Regions from separate parts of the Mus musculus genome. Here regions 1, 2, 3, 4 and 5 are each linked to region 6. A link is a contact called in public promoter capture Hi-C data. All regions are on one chromosome and are shown on one strand. The core of a region is the stretch at or near the end of the contact, and the rest is flanking DNA. Distances in the headings are between cores, read along the strand shown. Region 1 holds the start of Ubl4a (ubiquitin-like 4A). Region 2 holds the start of Atp6ap1 (ATPase, H+ transporting, lysosomal accessory protein 1). Region 3 holds the start of Irak1 (interleukin-1 receptor-associated kinase 1). Region 4 holds the start of Fam3a (family with sequence similarity 3, member A). Region 5 holds the start of Mecp2 (methyl CpG binding protein 2). Region 6 holds the start of Zfp185 (zinc finger protein 185).

Region 1 (3,197 bases), core at 191-2,690, 1.4 Mb before region 6:
CCACTCTCATCAGCCATCTACAGCTACCTTCTCAGCATCCATGAAACACTCCACGTGCCCATCTCCAAGATATTGGGGACCCTGCTGTTTATCGCCATCCCCATAGCAGCGGGTGTGGTGATCAAATCTAAGCTCCCCAAGTTCTCTGAACTACTGTTACAGGTCATCAAGCCCTTCAGCTTTATACTTCTCCTGGGTGGCCTGTTCCTGGCCTACCACATGGGGGTCTTCATCCTAGTGGGAGTCAGGTTACCCATTGTACTGGTGGGTTTCACAGTGCCTCTTGTTGGCCTCTTGGTGGGCTACAGCCTGGCCATCTGCCTGAAGCTGCCAGTGGCTCAGCGACGAACAGTCAGCATTGAGGTAGGGGTGCAAAACAGCCTGCTAGCCTTAGCCATGCTACAGCTGTCTCTGCGCCGCCTTCAAGCAGACTATGCCTCTCAGGCCCCTTTCATTGTGGCACTGAGTGGTACCTCCGAGATGTTGGCTTTGGTTATTGGCCAGTTCATCTATAGCATCTTGTTTCCTGTTCCCTGAGCCCTCTGGATCAAGTTTTATAACTTCCAGCCCCCATACTCCTCTCTTCCCACAGTTCTTGTGTACCGTACCAAAGGCCTTTAGTTCTCATGCACTATGCACTCAAGACAAATCCAGGCTTATTTTTTTACTCCTTTTCGCCCCAGCTTTCAGTGCCAAAGAGGCCATGCTGAGTTAGATAGTTGGGTATTGCCCAGAAATATATTTCAATAAAAAAAAACCAAAAAAACAAAAGCAAGCTCGGGTCCCTTCCAGTCTGTCCCTTGGAGCCTGTGGATTGGGGTAAGAAGAGTGTGTCTGGGCGGATATGGGCCAGAACAGTGAACCAGCTTGGTGACCCTGCACAGAACCCACTTTCTCCTCCTCACTCTGTTTTGCACATGGTAGACATGTACCTTTGAGCTGTATCCTCAGATCTACAAAGGCTTTGCTCTAACAGCCCTACCTAACAGGGCAGACCTCTGCACTATAAGGAGTGAAGAGAGCACTACTTCCGAGCTTCAGTCAGGATATTTTTGCAGCCAGACTAGAAAGGAAGTAGAAAGCCATTAAGCTATGACAGGCAGGACTGGACCATTTCTGTATCTGAGAGACACCACCACGTGTTTGCATTGACTTGGTCCACCAGCAGGGTGGGAATTAGCACAGGCCGGGCCTGGAGTGAGGCTGACATTCTGGTCCTTCCTTTCAAGCCACAGCTCCCAGACTAAGCAAGCCTGGCCCCACAGGTACCTCACTTGGATCCCAGTGGGCGGGGCATCCCCACGTCCCCGCGCCATTAAGCCCAGGTGGTGGACTCTACCCAAGGCACGGCCGGGGCAGAAGCGAAGGCCGGGAGGCGGGACTGAAGAATGCGCAGGCGGGAGCCACGAGGCGGGCGCGCCCCTTTCACGGCTTCCGGCGGCGGCGGGCGGTTCCGGGGCGGCGGCGCGCGGCAGGGGACCGTTGGTGTTTGCGTTGGCCGTAGTGGACTGGGCCGTGGACACCATGCAGCTGACCGTGAAGGCGCTCCAGGGCCGGGAATGTAGCCTACAGGTAAAGTCACCCCGCAGGCTGCTGCACTCACTCCTGCCGCTGGGGGCCGAGGGCGGGTGGGGGAGGCCGGGAGAGCTGACCTCAGGAGGGGGTGCGAGGGCTTCACCGCCCAGGGAATTCGGGCTGAGCCCTTGCCTCTCCACCTCGGCCGGATCAGGTGGCGGAGGACGAGCTAGTGTCTACACTGAAGCACCTGGTCTCGGATAAGCTGAATGTCCCTGTGCGCCAGCAACGTCTGCTGTTCAAGGGCAAGGCCCTAGCAGGTAATCAGGGAAAGGAGCCATCCAGGGAGCTTTACAGAAAGCTGGGGGACGGGATGTACAGGCCAGTGTAGTGGATCGGGGCACTGGCTGCCACTGGACCTCAGAAAAGTAGCTGAGCCATCACCACCCCACCACCCCATAGCCAGATGCTGCAGTGCTTCACTCTGGCTGTCTGTGGCAGGATTGCTTCCCAGCCACCTCCACATCAGTGAGGAAGGAACCACACCAATCTCTCTTTGGCAGATGAAAAACGACTGTCAGATTACAACATTGGGCCCAATTCTAAGCTCAACCTAGTTGTTAAGCCTTTGGAGAAGGTGCTACTGGAAGAAGGGTCTGCCCACAGACTGGTCGACTCCCCAGCCACCCCCATCTGGCAGCTGATCTCCAAAGTCCTGGCCCGTCACTTCAGTGTAGCAGATGCCAGCAGGGTCCTGGAACAACTACAGAGGGTGAGAAGAGTAATGCTGGCCCTCCATTCTTAATGTTTCTACCCGTCCCCTACCTAATGCAGCATACGCCTTCCCCACTGGCCTCTCTGAATACACTCGGTCTTCTCTCCTCAGGATTATGACAGGTCCTTGAGCCGCCTAACACTGGATGACATCGAACGTTTGGCCAGCCGCTTTCTACACCCTGAAGTGACTGAGGCTATGGAAAAAGGGTTCTGCAAATAGCATTCTGGGATTGTGGGGAGAAATCCCAGGTCAGGCCACAGCTGCATGTTGCATTAAATGTGTTCTCATGTCGCAGTTTGGCTCATAGTGATAATAATAGCTGGTATGTATCCAGCTCTTGCTAGGTGCTAGGTACTCAAAGTACATGGCCTGAGTTCTCTTCTGCCTCCCACAGCAAAGTTGAGGCTGCACTGTAGAGACACCTAGCAATGGCTTGGGACAGACAGGGTCCAAGTCTAGCCAGCCTATAGAAGTGCCTCTGTAGGAGAAAGAGTGTGCTGTTTTCAGAGATGGGTCTTAGTATTCCCATTTAGCCCACTCAGCATACACCCTCAAAAGACTCCCTCAGGAAACCACTAGTTCCTGTCACCTGCCCTCTGGTGTGTCCCTTGGCAAATCTCTATAGGAGGCCAAGTGTTAGCTATCCAGGGCCCCTCCACTGCTGCAGCCAGTGTGCTCTTGAATAACAAGCAGGTTAAGGGGCTGGAGGATCAGAAAGATACCCCAGCTCCATCATAGTTTGAGTCATGTTTCTATGCCACTTTGGTCCCCAACCAAAGTGAATCTGTCCCATGTTAGGCACTCCTCTGACCTGAATAAGTTTCCTTTCTCCTTTATCAGTTCAAGGTGGGAGTCTTTGCTCTCATCACCTGCAGTTCCACCTTGTGTTCAGAAAGCAAAAGTG
Region 2 (3,459 bases), core at 236-2,735, 1.3 Mb before region 6:
GACCTCTGGAGTGAAAGGAAAATAGAATGCTGGCTCAGCACAAAACTGAAGGACAGGTCTGATACCCTCAGGCTGGAAGTAGTGTATTGTGCAAATCACAATTCAGCAATTCATTTTACCTCTTCAACATTACTTTCCTTAGCAGTTAAAACAAGATAATGATATCAGTTGAATAGAATGCACATACCAGACTAAATAAAAGGTCATTTTCCAGTTATTCCTATTACTGCCAACCATTAGCTATTATATATATATATATACTACATATATATATATATATATATATATATATATATATATATATATGAATGAATGAAATGAAACCTTGGGCAAGTCACTGATCTTATCCCAAAATGAGTCTTCTCATCTGTGAAACTGAGTAGTAATTTCCACCACAGTATAGGACATCAGAAAGTAATGCTTAGTACTAGGTAGGTATCTGGTCTTTAATCCATTGCTTCCTTTTTTTTTTCTTTTTGGTTTTTCGAGACAGGGTTTCTCTGTGTAGCCCTGGCTGTCCTGGAACTCACTCTGTAGACCAGGCTGGCATCAAACTCAGAAATCCGCCTGCCTCTGCCTCCCAAGTGCTGGGATTGAAAGAGTGTGCCACCACTGCCCAGTTAATCCCTTGCTTCCTTAAATCAAGTCCCTGCTGTTTCTGTGGGTCTACTGTTCCCACTGAAGCTTCTCCTACATATCTTTCCAAAAATCTAGCCACACCTGCCTACAGGTGGAAGGAGGTCACTACAGCTTCACCTATGGAACGGGCAGTAGGGGTGGGGTGGGGTCAGCTTTCCTTGGACAAAGACATAGCAAGCTAGAACAGACTCACCTTGTCCTGTAGGAACAGCAGTACATTACGGGGACCCAGCTCCAGGGCAGGGTCTAAGTAGGTAGAAAGCTGCATATCGCTGGTGATATGACCCTCATGTGTGTCGGCCACAGGAGCCCACAGATTCCTGGAAGTGGACAGAATAGGGACTGTCAGACCTGATTTCGTTGCTTGAGATCCTAACCCTATCGGCTCCTGGCTTCACATGCAAGGCCCTGAGATCTGAACGCTCGCCGTCATGAAGCGAGTCCCTGAATAAAAGACAATCTCCATCTGGGCCTCGAAGCCTCTGGCCAAGGACAGCCCTGGAGTTCAGCAAAGGCGACTCATCCACCGCGGCGCACCGCATGGCACTCCCAAACCCAACCTGGCCCGATTCAACTCAGCCAAGCCGGCCAGCCCAACCAGGCCTGTCCCTGCCCGCTCACCGGTCACTCGACCACAGTACCAGTGGCACCTGCTGCTCCGTGGCCACTGCTGCTGCCACTGCCACCAACGACAGAGACAGCCACATGACTGGAGCCCGCCCTGTCCCCGTCCGTATCCGAGATACCACTGTTGCCGCCATCATAGCCTCAGCTTTCAGTGAGTGCCTGGGCCTCTGAAGCCACTGCAGATCAGATGACCGGCACCTCCGCCCAAGCCCCGCCCTCAACGATCTGGGAGGGGCCCTCTCACATACTCGTCTGTGATTGGGCCAAGTGAGTGGCACTCATGACCACTCCTTTTCGCTGGTTGGCTGTACGTGTTTCCAGTCGCGCACGCTCCTTATGAGAAAGGAGGCGGGATCGAGCGCTACAGGCTGCTACTTGGTTCAGCCAGTCGGGTTGATTCTACAGCGTCTCATGCTGTATTTGCCTTTTTCTGTTTTTGTCCTTTTTGCTTAAAATCGCGATACTGGAGTCTTTTTCCTAAAGATAGACCCTCCCTCTGGTATAAAAGAGAAAATGCACTCCCTTTGAATGAAAAAAAGGGTCCACCTCCACCACACCATCAGGGGAACGCCAGCCAGGTGTTAAAATGGGCAGGATGGAGGACAGTCTAGAGAAGAGAACAGATGTAGTATCAGAACAGGGGGGACGAGGGAACCCTCCCTTCTGGCAGCCGAGTCTGATGGACAACATAAGTAACAATGTCAGTGTCATTTGGCACTTAAAAGGCAGGCAAAATCTGTCAGAGCAAAACACTGTTTCTTTTTACTAAGCATCACTTGCCAACAGACAAGGGCAATCCCACTGTAAATTAGGGGGGGACTCCAAAGGGATTATCCTTCCTTGTGATTTGCACTAGAGGAAGAACTGACAGCTAGAGTCAGAAAATGGAAGTTGCCAGCACAAACACATGTAGAGACTTTTCTGGATTTTGTTGTTTGGTTGGTTGGTTTTGTTTTGAAACAGGGTTGTGGTCTGAACAAAATCACTATGTAAACCTCAACCTTGAATCAAGTGCTAGGATTACAGCAGTGAGCCACCAAACCTGCCTACACTTCTGTGCCATTTTTTTGTTTTTGTTTTTGTTTCTGGTCTTTTTGGCTGGGGGTGGGGGGAGTTCGAGACAGGGTTTCTCTGTGTAGCCCTGGCTGTCCTGGAACTCACACTGTAGACCAGGCTGGCCTCAAACTCAGAAATCCTCCTGCCTCTGCCTCCCAAGTGCTGGGACTAAAGGTGTGCGCCACCACTGCTCGGATTCTGTGCCATTTTTGCTTTGTTTTGGTTTGTTTTTTTTTTGTTTTGTTTTTTGTTTGTTTTGTTTTTTGAGACAGGGTTTTTCTGTGTAGCCCTGGCTGTCCTGGAACTCACTTTCTGTGCCATTTTTATTAGTCTTGTTGATTATCTTTACAAATAAGTTCAAGAAATACTACAACTAAATCTTTAACTCTCCTAACATATATGCTGATTAACCTAAGGTAGTGATTCTCAACCTATGGGTCACGACCCCTTCAGGGTCAAACGACTCTTTCACAGGAGTTGCATATCAACTGTCATAACTAGCAAAAATTAAATTAAAATAATGTAGCAATGATAAATAATTTTATGGTTGGGGTCAACACAATATAAGGAACTGTATTAAAGGATTGCAGCACTGAAAAACACTGATTTAGGAGGAACTGAACTAATGTCAAGCTACAAAGATAGGTGTATGATAAAACACATATGCTAAGTTTCTAAAACAGAATCTAGGCAGTGGTATGTACAAATTTTTTTTATCTTTTTGCTTTGTGTTGTTGGTACTGGGAATTGAGCGTAGAGTCTCTTGTGTGCCAATCGTAAATTATATAACTGAGCTACTTCAGGGGTTAAGAGCATCAGCTGCTCTTCCAGAGGGCCTAGGTTCAATTCCCAGCACCCACATGGCAGCTCCCAACTGTTGGTAATTCCAGTTCCAGAGGATTTGACACCCTCACACAAGTGGATAAAACACCAAGGCACATGAAATAAACATTTTTTTTAATTGTGGTAAAACAACTGAACTACTACTCTAACTGATGTATGATTTTTACAGTGTATTTACAGTGTATTGTTTAAATATGTATTGTTTAATTAGTGTTTGACCCAAATTCATGCCCCCCACAAAGTTGTACATGCATCTTAATTTGGAAACAGGGTGTTTGAACATGTAATCAGTTT
Region 3 (3,730 bases), core at 767-3,266, 1.0 Mb before region 6:
ATATAGACTGACCCATGAGAAACCACTGGAAGCTCAGCATATGGTTAACCTCTTGGGTTGTTTTGGTTTTAGTCAGGGTCCAACTTCTACTCTAGGCTGGCCTGGAACTGAGTATGTAGGGTGATCTGCCTCAGCCTCCCAAGTGCTGGAATTACAGATATGAGCCACCATGCCAAGCTTTGTTTTATAATAAGGTCTCACTGTGTAGCTCTGGCTGACCTGGAACTATGCATTGTAAACCAAGCTGCCCTTGAAATTTTAGTTATCTTCCTACCTCTGATTCTAGAGTTCTGGGATTACAGGTATGCACCACCACATCTAGTTTGACCTCATCTTGAGAGTGGCCACAATTACTGTGGCTTCAAAGAAGAGGCCCCAGTGGGAGCCAGCCATGGATCTTGTGTAGACCTTTCTGAAGACATACTATAAGTTCCTTAGAGGTCAGGCTAGTGAGAGAGAACCCTTTGTAGTTAGGATTGATATGACAAAAAGTGTTTGTTGGGGAAACTGGTCAGGAGAAGAAAGCTGCCGCTTTACAAGCATGCTTTCAGCTGGCCAAACAAGGAATACCAAGTTGCTGCCTGTGGATCATCCCTGGGCAGTGAGAAGTGAGAAAAGTTTAGAGGTACAGAACTCCAGCAAGCTCAAGGTGTGTTCAAGAGAGGAGCTGGGTTTAGGAAGTTTTCCCCACAGCTGTTTATGTTCAATCTTATCAGGAATGGCTACAGCAGGGGTGTATATGCAAACTCAATTTCAGAACAGAATAAGTTCTTTTCAGGACACCTACTAAACAGGGTTTGGGTTTTTTGTTTGTTTTGTTTTTTGTTTGTTTGTTTTTTTCAGGTTTGGTCTTGATCTGAGGTAGGGTTGCACTTTGTATCCCTGGCTGACCTGGAACTTAAACCATGCTAACCTCAAATTCACAGAGATTCACTTGCCTTTGTTTTCTGGGTGCAGGAATTAAAGGGGTGTACCACCAAGCCCAACATCTAAAGAGTTCTATCTGGCTTAAGGCTGTTGGTGTATATAAGTTCAGGTGGGTGGACAGAGGCTGGCTATGCCATCTTCCTAACAGCTCTTTTAAAGAGCTGGGCTTTAGTGATTTGTACTTGAGGAAGACCACCTGAGCAGGGAGCACTATCCAAGCCATACAGTCTGTGCAGGTGAGTGGCAATGGCTAATGCTAAGAGTAGTGCACTCATATGAAGAGGACTTCAGAGAGCATAATGAGAAAGTAGTGTGCGCTGAGATGTGTGTCATAGTGACCAAAAAGGCCAAAGAAAACCCTGAATGGAGAACAGTAGAGGAATAGGCAAGAGACACTCATTCATGTGGCTAAAGGTCACAACAGGTGGTATCACCAACAACTACTCTAGAAAGGGGTAGGAGAAGCTGCTAGACCCTACTATCCTTATGGAGAGAAGTGCAAACTAAGATAAAAGTGTGACAGAAAAAGGAAAGGGACATTTAGAGCCGAACACCATGTGTATGTTAAGAGACATAAATGTGTTAGTTGGAAAGCTAATTAGAATCCTGCACAGGCAGATTCTGTGATCTAACACTTGCTGGCCCAGCTGCTGGAAGGTTCCTGGGGGCGTGGTGGGGGCATGGAGATCTAGCACACAAGCAGTAGCATGGTATACACTCTTCCAGACCATTCTCAGGGCATCCATCCTTATCACCAAATGACTACAGTCTGCCAGAGGGCCATTTTGTTACCCATATTTAACCCTGACTGACCAACAATTTGGCTGGCTCTCAAACTGCTCCCCAACTAAAGCGAGGGTAGCCTCTCCGTGACTTTCACCAGGCTTGGCATAAACTGCCTTTGTAGAACATCGTGTAAAAACATCGTGCCCTTTGTCTCTAGAACTGGAAGTCATTCTTCATCCTGTTCAGCCCTATTCAGATGTTTGTGTAGGACCACAGACCTCGGTTCTCCCATTAGGGACTCCCTCCTACGTAGCAGAGCTCCTTCCCCGCGTCAAGGGCGGCGCGGGACGCCCCCGTGTGGCGGAAGGCCGCGGAGGGCAAGATGGCGGCGGGTCGAGCGCCGCCTCTTCCGCCCGGCCGGGTGTCGCACGAGGCCGGCCTGAAGGGGAAGTGAGTCAGTGTCCGCGGACCCGGCCCGCTAAGGCCCGCGCCCGCCGAGGCCCCGAGAGGCCTCGGCCCGGGGGCGGCGGCGGCGGCCATGGCCGGGGGGCCGGGCCCCGGGGAGCCTGTGGTTCCAGGCGCCCAGCACTTCTTGTACGAGGTGCCACCCTGGGTTATGTGCCGCTTCTACAAAGTGATGGACGCCCTGGAGCCCGCCGACTGGTGCCAGTTCGGTGGGTGACGGCAGGCCGGCGTGGGGTGGTGGACTCAGGCTTCTGGAGCTGAAGCCTGATGTTCCCCATCCCGCAGCGGCCTTGATCGTGCGCGACCAGACAGAGCTGCGGCTGTGCGAGCGCTCCGAGCAGCGCACAGCCAGTGTTCTGTGGCCCTGGATCAACCGCAACGCGCGCGTAGCTGACCTCGTTCACATCCTCACGCACCTGCAGCTGCTGCGTGCGAGGGACATCATCACAGCCTGTGAGCGAGCATAGCCCCAGGGACCCTAGGGATGGGAACCCAAGAGGGGTGACGGGTACAGAGTTTCCTGAGACAGGGAACCATATGGGAACTCCCCCCCCCCCACCCCTTCACTTAGAGATAGAGAGCTCTGAGTCACAACCCTCCTTTCCTTCCTTGTTATCCCAGGGCACCCTCCTGCCCCCGTTGTGCCCCCAAGCACCGCTGCCCCAAGGCCCAGCAGCATCTCTGCAGGCTCTGAGGCCGGGGACTGGAGCCCCCGGAAATTGCAGTCCTCTGCCTCCACCTTCCTCTCCCCAGGTAAAAAGAACCCGGGTGTTGGGCTTGATATGCCTGAGGAAAAGGCCACCATGACTGCTGACATGGCTGTAGACTGCTGCTGGTCTCTGCCTCTCACTGCCATCTTTATGAAGCTTTTCCAGGCTCCCAGACCCATTCTGAGTCAGAGCTCCTCCAGGTTCCACTCCCTGTTTCCCTCGGGCCACCACTACCATCTTCAGCCCCTTCCTCCACCAAGGTAGGTGTCTCTTAACCCCCAGGGAATTTTCCAGACAAAGAGGAAGAAACTTAACCTTTGGTGTACCACAGAGCCCAAATCAGCACAGCCAGGTCATCTGAGAGACAACTAGTGTTGAAGGGAGCTTTCAACCTGGACCAAAGGGAATAGATAGGGTCCTCGCCTGGTCCATGGTCTCTTCCAGCAGTCAAGCCCAGAGAGCCCAGTGTCTGGCCTCCAAAGAGCCCATCCCTCCCCGTTTTGCTGGCCCTTCTGTGAGATTTCCCAAGGCACCTGCAACTTCTCTGAAGAACTCAGGATTGGAGAGGGTGGTTTTGGATGTGTGTACCGAGCAGTCATGAGAAATACTACATATGCTGTGAAGAGACTGAAGGAGGTAGGTGTAACATTGGGGTAGACACCTGGAAGACAATCTATCAGTCCTTATTTGTCTAGTTCCTCCCTCCATCAGCCCCTCACTTCTGCAGTCTCCAGCCTCCCCAAGCAATTCCTTCAAGGACCCCAAGCCTTCCATAGATTTGGGCCTGGAAACAACTGGCAAGCTTGGCTCATGTCACCTACTTTCCCTACCTCTTACCCCACCATGCCTGGGGCTACAGGAAGCTGACCTAGAGTGGACTATGGTGAAACAGAGCTTCTTAA
Region 4 (3,609 bases), core at 480-2,979, 1.4 Mb before region 6:
AAGGCATGTGCCACCATCCCTAGCTTTAATTGTCCATTTTAAATGATAAAGGGCTGAGGTTTTGTGTCAGCCATAAGGCATATGTATGTCAAAAGCCATAAATTTAATTTTCAGAACACACACACACAAAGTCCTGGAGAAAATAGACTGAAAGTTTGTCCCATGAGTCATAAAAGACCTGGATCTCCACCTATAATCCCAGAACTAAGTAGGTATAAGCAAGAGGTCCAAGGACATCCTTGGAAACATAGTGAGTTAAAGAATATACGAAATTCCCATCTCAAAAAATATGTAGCAGGACTGGGTGTGTTAGCATACGCCTTTAATTCCATCATTCAGAAGGCATTTAATTCCATCATTCTGTACATTTGAGGCCAGCCTGGTCTACAGATGCCCTTGACCACAAGCATTGGAGAGTGCCTATGAGGAAGTACTCAGTCAATATGGAAACTACTGTATTCTTTTTTTTTTAATATTCATTTTGTTGTTGTTGCTGTTACTATTTTATCTTTACTTAATGTTTTATTTTAAAAATTAATTATTATTTGTGTGTGTGTGTGGAGGAGGAGGAGGAGGAAGAGGAGGAAGAGATCAGAGAGGTGCCAGATCCCCTGAAGCGGTTGTGAGCTGCCTTATGTGAGTGTAAGGAATCCAGCCCGGGTATCCTGCAAGAACAGTATGTGCCCTTAACCACTGAGTCATCTCTCCAGCTTCCTACAATTTTTGAAATTTTATTTTTTTTATATAAGTGGTTTCCCTACATGTACCACATGTGGTACGTGTACCACATGCATGCCTGGCGCCTGAGATGGTCAGAATAAGACATCAGATTCCCTGAGACAGGTTTCATGCAGCTAAGGCTGACCTCAAAGTTGCTAAGTGGCCGAGGATGCTTTAAACCCTTTATCCTCCTCTCCCGTCTCCACTTTCCAAGTGCTGAGATTACAAGTGTAACCAAATTGAAAACGCTATCATCTAACCAAAACAGTGCTTCTGTAAACTTTTCTGTATTTTGGAGCATTATGGAAGTGGGGTGGAGTTCCTGTAAGTAAGACCATTGGGTCAAAGGACAGGAATGCAGCTGCCTGAGACACAGATAGATCCAGCTTAAAAGGACTGGCCCAGCTGCCCTGGCACTGTAGGCGGTCAGGGGAAAAGGCTCAAACATGAGGGTCAGGAGCAATGTTCCAAACATCCCTTCACTGATTGATACATAAAACAGAACGCTCTCACGAAAGAACACTAAGCAGAAAGAAAGCAACCAAAGGCTCAGGTTTACCTCCGCATGTGCTTCTGAACCGTCCATGCTCTTAAAGAACACATATCAACCTTAAGTCATTATCTGTGTCCCCGCATCCATCCTCTTATGAGCCATGAAAGCTCTGATATCAAGTCACAATCGGAGCTTCAGCTCATCAAATATAGAAATAGATCGCTCACCTAAGAGGACGTGTGGAGGAAGTGGGAATGGGGGCTCTGGTGTTTTATGCCCGTAATTCCAACATTTGAGAGCCTGAAGCAGGTGAATCGCTCCAAGTTTGAGAACAGCCTGGGTTACATAGAGTTAAGCAAACATGAACTGTAAAGTGTATAGTACCTCAAAGTCTAGAAGGAGATTTCATCTTGAAGCAGTGACACTGTAGGAAGCTAGGCGGCTCAGCTTTAGCACAAGAGGAGTGCACAGCCACACTCGGCACCTCCCACCCAGCCTCTGGAGGAGAGGGAGGAGGCCGGTCTGGAGGTGGAGCCTCCGTGAGGACCTGCGGACCTACAGCACAGCCTATGGGCCTATGGCGGAGCGACGCCTGTGGGCTGTGGCCTTCTGCGGGCGGCCATTGTCGTGCCTGATAAGCTTTTCTACGTGACTCACTTGCTTCACCTAGCCGGCAGAGCGAGACAACTGGGTAACTCCCTGATCCGGTCTGCTTCTCCCTACACCCAGACAACATCCTTGGCCCGCCCAATCTCTGCCACCAGCCTCGAGCGGATCGACCTGAGCCCCGGGCCTAGCACCGGAGGGATCCGGGTGGAGAAGAATCATTGCTACGCTCCAGTCCTGGAGTCTGTTAGCCAGACTGTGAGGCGCAACGGATTCCTAAGGCTCTCCTGGCCAGGCAGGACTTCTCCCAGCACTCACGAGGAACTGAGCCTGGACTGGTGTTTGGAGGAACAAGTCATAACACCGATCGCTCCCAGCACAGACTTGCCACTGCCCCCACCCCCAAACCTACTCTCTCCTGTTTCATTCCCCCCAGAACCCACAGTTCCCAAACAGTGCACCTGCGGGAGATCTCAACCCAGCTGGAGAAGTGGACATGAGGTTGGCAGGTGGGTGGCTTCCACAGCGAACTGAAGAGAGGCCAGGTGTCCTAGTGCCTGTGTTAGGAGAGGCCTGGGTGGTCACTGGTTTGTTTATTTATTAATGGATGACTGTGCACAAGCACTCATTTTATGAGCAAATTCACCTCTGAGGACTTCAGCTTCCCAAACTATAAGGATTGATTTTATATAGAGAGATAGATATAGATAGATGTTGATAATATATATAATCAATATATATAAGTTAAGGATATATATATATATATATATATATAAAATCTCCAGAGATTGAATGGATGGAGAGGAGTGGATAGTAGAGATAGAGAGATGTAGCCAGAAGAGAACTGACTTAGGTGCCTTTGAGGTTGGGTATGATCTAAGTGGTAGCTCTGCTGTCAGCTGGACTACAAACATGAATGTGCCTTGGAGGGACTGTTTGGGGTGAGAGTAGAATTTGAAAACTGGTAAAGTAGCAGCTTTGTGGATAAGTCCAAATTGGACATTAAGGAACTGGCTGGGAGGATATGAGTTCAAGACAGATCTGGGCTGGAGGTGTAAGGTGTCATTGCTGCATGGTGAAATCTCCCATACAGTATGAAGATGGGAGAAGGCAGCCTGGAAAAGAACACCTTTTGAGGAGAGAGTAATGGAACACAATCTAACCAACAAAGGGAGTCCCAGAGAATGGGGTCAGGAGACAGTACTGTCCTGGAATCTAGTAGTGAAGTGTCAAGAAAGAGCAGTCAGACAATCAGAAATGTGACATCATAAAAGTCATAGGTGGTCTTGTTTGGAAGGTTATTTAGTTGGTGTTATGGGAGCACGACTAGATTGGAAGAATTTTGGGAGAGAGTTGGGGAGTGAGGTAATAGAAATCACAATGTAGATGACTTTTATGTGTATGCTGGGGGATGGAAACCAGGGTCTTATGCATGCTGAGCAAATGCTCTACCACAGAGCTATATCCCAAGCCAGAATATAAATTTTTAAAGAGTTTGGTGGAGAAGAGGAAGATGAAGAATCAAAGAATGAGATTTTTCTTTCAGGAGCTCTGTTTCATCTTTATCTTACTAAGTTAGGACCTGTTGATAATATGAGAGAAAGTGAGATAGAAAGAAGTCTTAGCACAATGTATCTGAGACAGGAGATATCTTGATGGATCCTGAAGCAGGTAGAAGGACTGGTCTTTACAAGGAGTATAGAGCTTCCAACAGAACAAGAGGAAAGGCAAAGCAGATGGGTGAACTGTAAATATTCTGATAATTTCAGAGGCAAGATGCTGAGGTTGGT
Region 5 (3,461 bases), core at 159-2,658, 1.1 Mb before region 6:
AAAGTCAGCCATCATCCTTATTTTTTTTCTTTCTTTCCATCTGATATCCAATACTTTTGGCTCAATTTTTAACATAAATCTTAACTATCACAACTTATCAGATTTCAACTGCTACTGTCCTGGTTAAAGCCTTCATCATCTATCTTTCTTCAACTGCTGCCAGGACCTCTGGACCAGCCAGTTCTTCATTCTTCACTGGCAACATAGGTTTTATGGTGACAGCTAGTGACTCAAATATTTATCAAGGGCTTCTCATCTCAAAATAATCTCCTAGTTCTTTTGGTGGCCTAGGTCTCTCTCCAGTCACACTGGCCTCCTTAGTAAGGCAGGCATAGTCCTTCCTTAGAGTGTTTAAACTTGCCTAGAATGTTTTCCCCAATTACCCATATTGGGAGACGACATGAGGGCAAAAGCTAGAGGGTATCATAATAGCACTTCTTTTGTCCTTGCCCTATCTATTTCAAAGTCTTTATCTCTGTGCAAAATTTTAAGTTCTACTTTCTTGTATGTTTAGTATGACTCTTCCTTACCAGGAGTCTAGTTTGTCTCCTTGTTCAGTACTAAAACAGTGCCTAGCAAATAAATGAATAGAGAGGGGAGCCAAATTTGAATCAGAAAGTCTCTTGTTGCATAGTGTTTAAAAAACAAACAAAGAAAGAAAGTCTCTTGTTGAGCATTTGTTTAGCACAAAGAGCATTGGATGCTGACTGGTATCAGGGTAAGGCTGCTTTGACAATGCTCCCTCTGGCCTCACTCCCTTTTATACGTACTTCCATCAAACCATCTGATTCAACAATGACAGACCGATCTCTTATGGGCTTGGCACACACCATCTGCCCATTATAAACGTCTGCAAAGACCAAGGTTTGATATGTTGATTTTACTGTCAGCCTTAAGAGTGCGACATCTGCTAATTTAGTGTAATAATACAATCAGTAGACCCTTTAAAACAAGTCCCTTGGCTTGGAACAACGCCAGGCTCCTCAACAGGCAACTTTGCTACTTCTACAGAAAATGATAATAAAGAAATGCTGGTGAAGTCAAATGCTTATCACAATGGTGAACTACTCAGCAGGGAGGCTCTAATAGGCGCCAAGAGCCTAGACTTCCTTAAGCGCCAGAGTCCACAAGGGCCCAGTTAATCCTCAACATTCAAATGCTGCCCACAAAACCAGCCCCTCTGTGCCCTAGCCGCCTCTTTTTTCCAAGTGACAGTAGAACTCCACCAATCCGCAGCTGAATGGGGTCCGCCTCTTTTCCCTGCCTAAACAGACAGGAACTCCTGCCAATTGAGGGCGTCACCGCTAAGGCTCCGCCCCAGCCTGGGCTCCACAACCAATGAAGGGTAATCTCGACAAAGAGCAAGGGGTGGGGCGCGGGCGCGCAGGTGCAGCAGCACACAGGCTGGTCGGGAGGGCGGGGCGCGACGTCTGCCGTGCGGGGTCCCGGCATCGGTTGCGCGCGCGCTCCCTCCTCTCGGAGAGAGGGCTGTGGTAAAACCCGTCCGGAAAATGGCCGCCGCTGCCGCCACCGCCGCCGCCGCCGCCGCGCCGAGCGGAGGAGGAGGAGGAGGCGAGGAGGAGAGACTGTGAGTGGGACCGCCAAGGCCGCGGGCGGGGACCCTTGCTGGGGGGCGGGTAGGGGCGGGACGTGGCGCGGGAGGGGCCCGCGGGGTCGGGCGACACGGCTGGCGGATGGCGTCCCTCCTCTCTACCCTCCCCCTCCCTCTGCCGCCGGTGGTGGCTTTCTCCACTCGTCTCCCGCAATCGCGAGCGACGGTTCTCAGCGCGATCTCCCTGGAGCCACCTTCGAATGACGCCCTCCCGCTGCCCGCCCCATCTGTGCGCATCCTAGGCCCCAGCTGTGCAAGCGCCCTTGTCGTCTGGGCTTCGCCAGTTGGGGCTGCGCGCGCTCCTGCCCTTCTTGGGGCTTTGGGCCTCGGCACTGTCGCGCGCCCGCGGTCCCGGCCTCTCCCTGGATCGCGCTGTCCCCTTCTCCCTCGCGCGCCCCCACTCCCGTTACTTGCTCCCCCCTCACACACACAGACTGGCGCGCGTGCGCAGTCCATCTCCCGTTGGGAGAGTGCGCCACAAGGGCTCCTGAGCTCTTACCCCCATCTCTGGGTTTTGCTCCCTCCTCCTCCTCTCCCATTCCGTGACTTTTTGCCCCCACTGCAAGCGAGTCGGTCCATCAGCTCCATTCCCCACTTGGCAGGAACAAGTTGAGGGTTATTGTCCACCCACAAAAAGGACTAGACATTATGTTCCTAGGTCCCACAACTCATCATAAAGAGATGGTTGTAGTTCTCATCAGGAACCGTGGGCAAGGGACTGTGCGTTCCTCAGCACTCGAAGCTCTTCCGTGAGACCATGCCCGCAGGGTGCTCTGGTTCTTTGGGGATGCTGTGCTGTGGCTTCGGAATATGAGCGTCTTCCCACCCTCCCTCCCCTCCCTTCGCCAGCGATCATCCAGTTACATAAGTGGAATGGGACGTTGTATGTAACGGGCTCTCTTCGTCCTGGAGCGCTCAGGATCGCCAGTACCAAATGGGGCGAGATCATCGCATCGCTGTGACTCCTGTCACTTATCTTTGAAAGTTCATTCTCTTTTTAGTTTGGTTATGGCTGAATCACTGAAAATAAAACACAGGTGACTTTTATGTGGCAGTGGCAATGTTTCTGAGGTTTTGCACTAAAGGTTTAAAGTCATCATGGAGTCTAAAAAAGATTCCCTCTCACAAGAGAGACCCTGGTATGACATTGTTCAGTATGGACCCCTGAAGGGCAAAGCTTGTTAGGGGATACCTCTATGCTGGTTCCTTGTATGTTCGGGTATAGGTTGATCAAAACAAAAATGGGCTCCACCACAAATTTGATATTCCTGACTCATAGTCAGGCAGATATGTACTCTTGGTTAATTTTCCAGGAACACAAATGGGCTCTGTTGAGTCATTTGCATGTTGACTCCACTGTTTGGAATCATTACAGTGAGGCAGTAGGCTCAAATACAGGGTGGTTGATGACGATCATGAAACAGAATGGACTAATTTATAGTGCTAAGTGACTGAGATGTTGTAGGACAAGTTCTAGATATTTTGTTATACTACATAAATGAAACCAATTTGGGCCTGGGTAGTAAAATTTCACTAATAGGTAATTATTACTGTAGAGGAGAATTTTGGGTTTGTGGTTGGAATTATGTGAATCTCAGCAATTTCAATTAATAACATGATTAAACTGATATCTTAGGTTCTTTGAAATATGTCGAATCTCTATAAAAAGATAAAATTTGGATTGTTAGGTCCTTGGGGAGTTTCCACCAAGGATTTGGAAAAATATATTTACAGACTTTTGGTTTTTCGTTTGTTTTTAACTTCAAATTCAAGTCATACTCAGAAAGCCTAGGAAACACTTGCTTTTATTTTCTTACCTGGATATGTCAGAACCTTAAAGAGTCCAAAC
Region 6 (3,268 bases), core at 83-2,582:
GCACATTCTCGAAAGGCCTCCAGTAAGTTGTACCTGTACCCTGGAGATCTGTTGGCACCCACCCAAACTGGCACTGTTTGTGCAGAAGAGCCAGTTGAGGCCATGGGAAAATAAGAACTTCATAAGCTTCCTACTGCAGCTCTCCAGTTCAGAGCCCCTCACCATTATTCAGGTTTATCAGCCTGTGGAAACCTGCTTCCTGCCCATGACTAGAAATCCAAAGAACCATGAGAGCAAGACAAGACCAAGAGCAGGTGTCACCACCTACCTTAATGTCAAGAGTCAGTACCAATGGCTTGTGGAGAACACAACTCCCAACATACTTTATAGACTCCACAGCCTTGGAGGGGAAGGTGGGCCTGATAGGCTTCTCCTTTTACTCAGTGGAGCTGCCAGGTGCCACAGTACAGAAGGAAGTGGCATGGCCGACAGGAGGATCTGCGTTTCCAACCTTTCTCAGAGGCCAAGCTATCACTAAGCAGTTGCAAAGAGGATGAGGCTATTGGCTCTCCCCTGCTCCCACACAAACAATCCAGTTACAGAGACTGTGCACAGCAGATCCCGCTGATAACACCACAGTGACACTTGATTCGGCGCCTTCTGTCTGAGTATGAGCAGCTCCCTTCCCAGCCCTGAGGTCGCCCAGTGACCAGTACATGTCTATCACAAACCACCATTAAGTCCCTTTGCTCTGGGCTCCAGGCCAGTGAGGGGATTATTGAGTAAGCTTGCCTCTGTACCTCAGTTTCCTCATCTATAAAATGGGCACATTTTACTAAGGATGTGGAATTCTGTGATGCTTGCAACACACCAATTCTAGGCTCACCCTGCCCCATCCCCGCTGGCAGTCTACTAACAATCGGTCTCATCCACAAATGAGTAGGTCAGAGGGACTAGACCAGCCAGAGAGCCACCTGCTTTTGTTGGACACTCTGAGGAACGTTGCCTGTCTCTTCACTCGCGGTGAAAAGCAGAAACCGAGGGCACTGCCTCCCTGACGGGATTCCGAAGAGGGATGCTTGGAGCGAGTATGAATTATTGGTAGGGAAACTGAGGCCCTGGCTTGTGTCCAGGAGGACACGAACTGGGTGCTCCTTGTAGCCTCCCGGTGGTCGAGCCACTTCTTTAGGACGGCGACTCAACAACCCTACCTGGTACAGGTGCCCGGCTTGTGTGACGGGCAGAGGGTCGGACAGGCGTGGTGCGCGGGCTCCCTCGGGTGGGCAGCACTGAACCCAGCCGGGCCGCGTCAGCGGGCGCGGGAAGCGGTACGCAGTGGGAAGCGCGCGGGGCAACGAAGAGGCACGGACTGGGCTCCGCCCGCCCGAGAACAAACAGGTTTTCTCCGGCTGCTGGGAGCCTCGCCCCTCGCCCCTCCCCTCGGCCGGCCCCCTTCCTCTGCCCTCTCCTGGGGTAGGTAGATGCGCCTGGCACATTCCGCACATTCTCCAGCCGGTGTCCTCGGTCCTCCCACCCCTTCCCTGCTCCGCCCAATGGAGCTGCTGGAGAAATCAAGGCTGGGGCTCCCCTCACCCAGCTCAGAGCGAGCTCCAAAAAGTTTTGCCGCTATGGAAAACTTCCAGGCTAATTCCTCTGGGCTCCCAGCCCTGGGGCCAGGAGGACTCCACCACATGAAGGGCCCTCGCTGACTAGTGGCGTCCCTGCCTGCGCCCGGCGAGATCTGGCCAGGCTCTGGGCCAACGACTTCCACAGATGCTGGCGGGTCAGTTCTGTCGAGAACTACTGTGCCTAGATCCATTTTACAGATGGAGATCCCAGACAGGGGCGGGGAAAGGACCAGGCTTGGGGGCAGGGGGGTGCGGACTGATGGCTGAGATCATGCAGGAAGTCAGGCATAGGAGAAAAAAGTGAGCAAGAAACTTCTGTCTGGCGCCTGGGAAAACTTGTACCCTGGAAGGTCATTTTTGGAGCCGGCAGGTAGGCAAAACAGGACTACCTCTCAGGGCATGTCGGAAGACACACACATTCGGTTTAATAAATGACATTCATTCACAGTTTTTGGATATGTAATGTGTGAAAGGCACGAAGTGTGAGAATGTAGTAGGGGTGTCGAACATCCAACAAAGGCTCCTAACCCTCACTGTGAGGTCAGAGAAGTCCTTTCAATAGAGGAGAGAGTTAAGCCAGTGTGCACAAAAAATGATCAAAATGATAGACTACAAAAGAAAGAAAAAGAAAAGATAAAAGGAAGGAAGGAAGGAAGAAAGAAAGAAAGAAAGAAGGAAAGAAAGAAAGAAAAAAAGGAAGGAAGGAAGGAAGGAAGAAGAAAGGAAAGGAAAGAAAAGAAAAAAAAGGAAAAAAGAAAGATTAAAGTCCTGTTGCCAATTTTACAGCAGTGGCCCTCAAATCTACTCACTGTCGTGTTTTCCTGTGACTTATCGCCCTTCCCATTTCAGCCATCACACAGTATGCATGCAGCTTCACTGGGTATATGACCAGATGCTAGCTGCTTAGAGCGCTTTCCTACAGCTTCTGGTTGTTGTTGGAATGAAAGCAGATGCTTTTAGAAGGCCTAATGTTTGACTGTGTTCAACCTCTGTCTGTAAGACCAGCCACCCCAGCACTCCACTGTAATCTCCCCGGCTTCCCCATGTCTTCTGACTACTTCTGTGCCCTCATACCTCAGACCTTTGTTCCTGCACTCATACTCTCTGCAGTACCCTTCCTATATCCCTTGCCACTGAACTCACCCAATCTTTAGATGTCATCCTCTCCTGCCTGCCACCTAGTCAAGTTGACCACTTCCTTCTGTGCACTCACTCTCCCATTCCCTCGGATGACAGTGTATAACCCTTTATTCTCAGTGGTGAGCTCTGGGATGTTGGCGCCCTGTCTGATTATCTCTGGATCACAGAGACCAGCCCAGAGGATCTGGGACATTTGCAGAAGGAAGAGATAGAACAACTCTGAAAGGAGGGTTCTTTTCTCTGTGGGTTTATCAGACAGAAAGGAAGTGCCTTGTGTGTTCTGGGGGAGTGGTTAATCTTTGTCTCCTGCCAACAGGTGTTTTTCTCCTTCCAATTCTGTTAGCCCCAGACCAGTGGCCAGCATCTAATGCTTCTTCTTCCCCGACAAAAGCTACTGATGGCCTTCCATTTGGCTTGACATCCTAGCTCCCAAACATACTAACTGGATGGATCATAAGACTCTTTTGGACCTAGCCCCAAAAGAGGCAGAATGTAAAACACAAAGTGATACACCATGGGTGGGAGGGAGTAGGTGGTAGCAGTTGTCTCCCAAGGCCCTC

The links. Promoter capture Hi-C pulls out the DNA fragments that hold promoters and counts their contacts.
Region 1: a contact with region 6 is called in a promoter capture Hi-C map of hippocampal neurons, with 4 times the contacts expected there. The contact joins the promoter of Ubl4a here to the promoter of Zfp185 in region 6. A contact is called at or near these places in 3 of 39 promoter capture datasets (hippocampal neurons, liver and pre-B cells).
Region 2: a contact with region 6 is called in a promoter capture Hi-C map of second pharyngeal arch cranial neural crest. The contact joins the promoter of Atp6ap1 here to the promoter of Zfp185 in region 6. A contact is called at or near these places in 3 of 39 promoter capture datasets (cranial neural crest, hippocampal neurons and second pharyngeal arch cranial neural crest).
Region 3: a contact with region 6 is called in a promoter capture Hi-C map of hippocampal neurons, with 3 times the contacts expected there. The contact joins the promoter of Irak1 here to the promoter of Zfp185 in region 6. A contact is called at or near these places in 6 of 39 promoter capture datasets (the SN4741 cell line, cranial neural crest, hippocampal neurons and 2 more), 1 of 115 datasets of contacts at active chromatin or transcription factors (large pre-B cells) and 1 of 9 other capture datasets (liver).
Region 4: a contact with region 6 is called in a promoter capture Hi-C map of second pharyngeal arch cranial neural crest. The contact joins the promoter of Fam3a here to the promoter of Zfp185 in region 6. A contact is called at or near these places in 3 of 39 promoter capture datasets (hippocampal neurons, liver and second pharyngeal arch cranial neural crest).
Region 5: a contact with region 6 is called in a promoter capture Hi-C map of hippocampal neurons, with 3 times the contacts expected there. The contact joins the promoter of Mecp2 here to the promoter of Zfp185 in region 6. A contact is called at or near these places in 2 of 39 promoter capture datasets (cranial neural crest and hippocampal neurons).

The regions. Positions count from the first base shown.
Region 1 is chrX:74,366,791-74,369,987 of GRCm38.p6, reverse strand. It overlaps Ubl4a (ubiquitin-like 4A), which reads left to right and starts at 1,440. Exons shown (of 4, transcript NM_145405.2): 1 at 1,440-1,572; 2 at 1,730-1,835; 3 at 2,079-2,287; 4 at 2,402-3,197. The coding sequence starts at 1,525. The coding sequence ends at 2,512. It overlaps Gm44504 (predicted readthrough transcript (NMD candidate), 44504), which reads left to right. Exons shown (of 6, transcript NR_103489.1): 4 at 1,230-1,572; 5 at 1,730-1,835; 6 at 2,402-2,541. Slc10a3 (solute carrier family 10 (sodium/bile acid cotransporter family), member 3) reads left to right here. Exons shown (of 3, transcript NM_145406.2): 3 at 1-771. The coding sequence ends at 537.
Region 2 is chrX:74,295,123-74,298,581 of GRCm38.p6, reverse strand. It overlaps Atp6ap1 (ATPase, H+ transporting, lysosomal accessory protein 1), which reads right to left and starts at 1,485. Exons shown (of 10, transcript NM_018794.4): 1 at 1,261-1,485; 2 at 833-959. The coding sequence starts at 1,403. It also overlaps a transcript of Taz not described here.
Region 3 is chrX:74,022,207-74,025,936 of GRCm38.p6, reverse strand. It overlaps Irak1 (interleukin-1 receptor-associated kinase 1), which reads left to right and starts at 2,016. Exons shown (of 15, transcript NM_001177973.1): 1 at 2,016-2,327; 2 at 2,404-2,571; 3 at 2,740-2,871; 4 at 2,985-3,088; 5 at 3,273-3,464; 6 at 3,688-3,730. The coding sequence starts at 2,192. It overlaps Mir5132 (microRNA 5132), which reads left to right and starts at 2,339; the gene lies at 2,339-2,409. It overlaps Mir718 (microRNA 718), which reads left to right and starts at 2,001; the gene lies at 2,001-2,088.
Region 4 is chrX:74,391,394-74,395,002 of GRCm38.p6, reverse strand. Fam3a (family with sequence similarity 3, member A) reads left to right here and starts at 1,729. Exons shown (of 9, transcript NM_025473.4): 1 at 1,729-2,328. The coding sequence starts at 2,316. It also overlaps a transcript of Ikbkg not described here.
Region 5 is chrX:74,083,637-74,087,097 of GRCm38.p6, reverse strand. Mecp2 (methyl CpG binding protein 2) reads left to right here and starts at 1,408. Exons shown (of 4, transcript NM_010788.4): 1 at 1,408-1,588.
Region 6 is chrX:72,985,403-72,988,670 of GRCm38.p6, reverse strand. It overlaps Zfp185 (zinc finger protein 185), which reads right to left and starts at 1,332. Exons shown (of 19, transcript NM_009549.3): 1 at 1,152-1,332.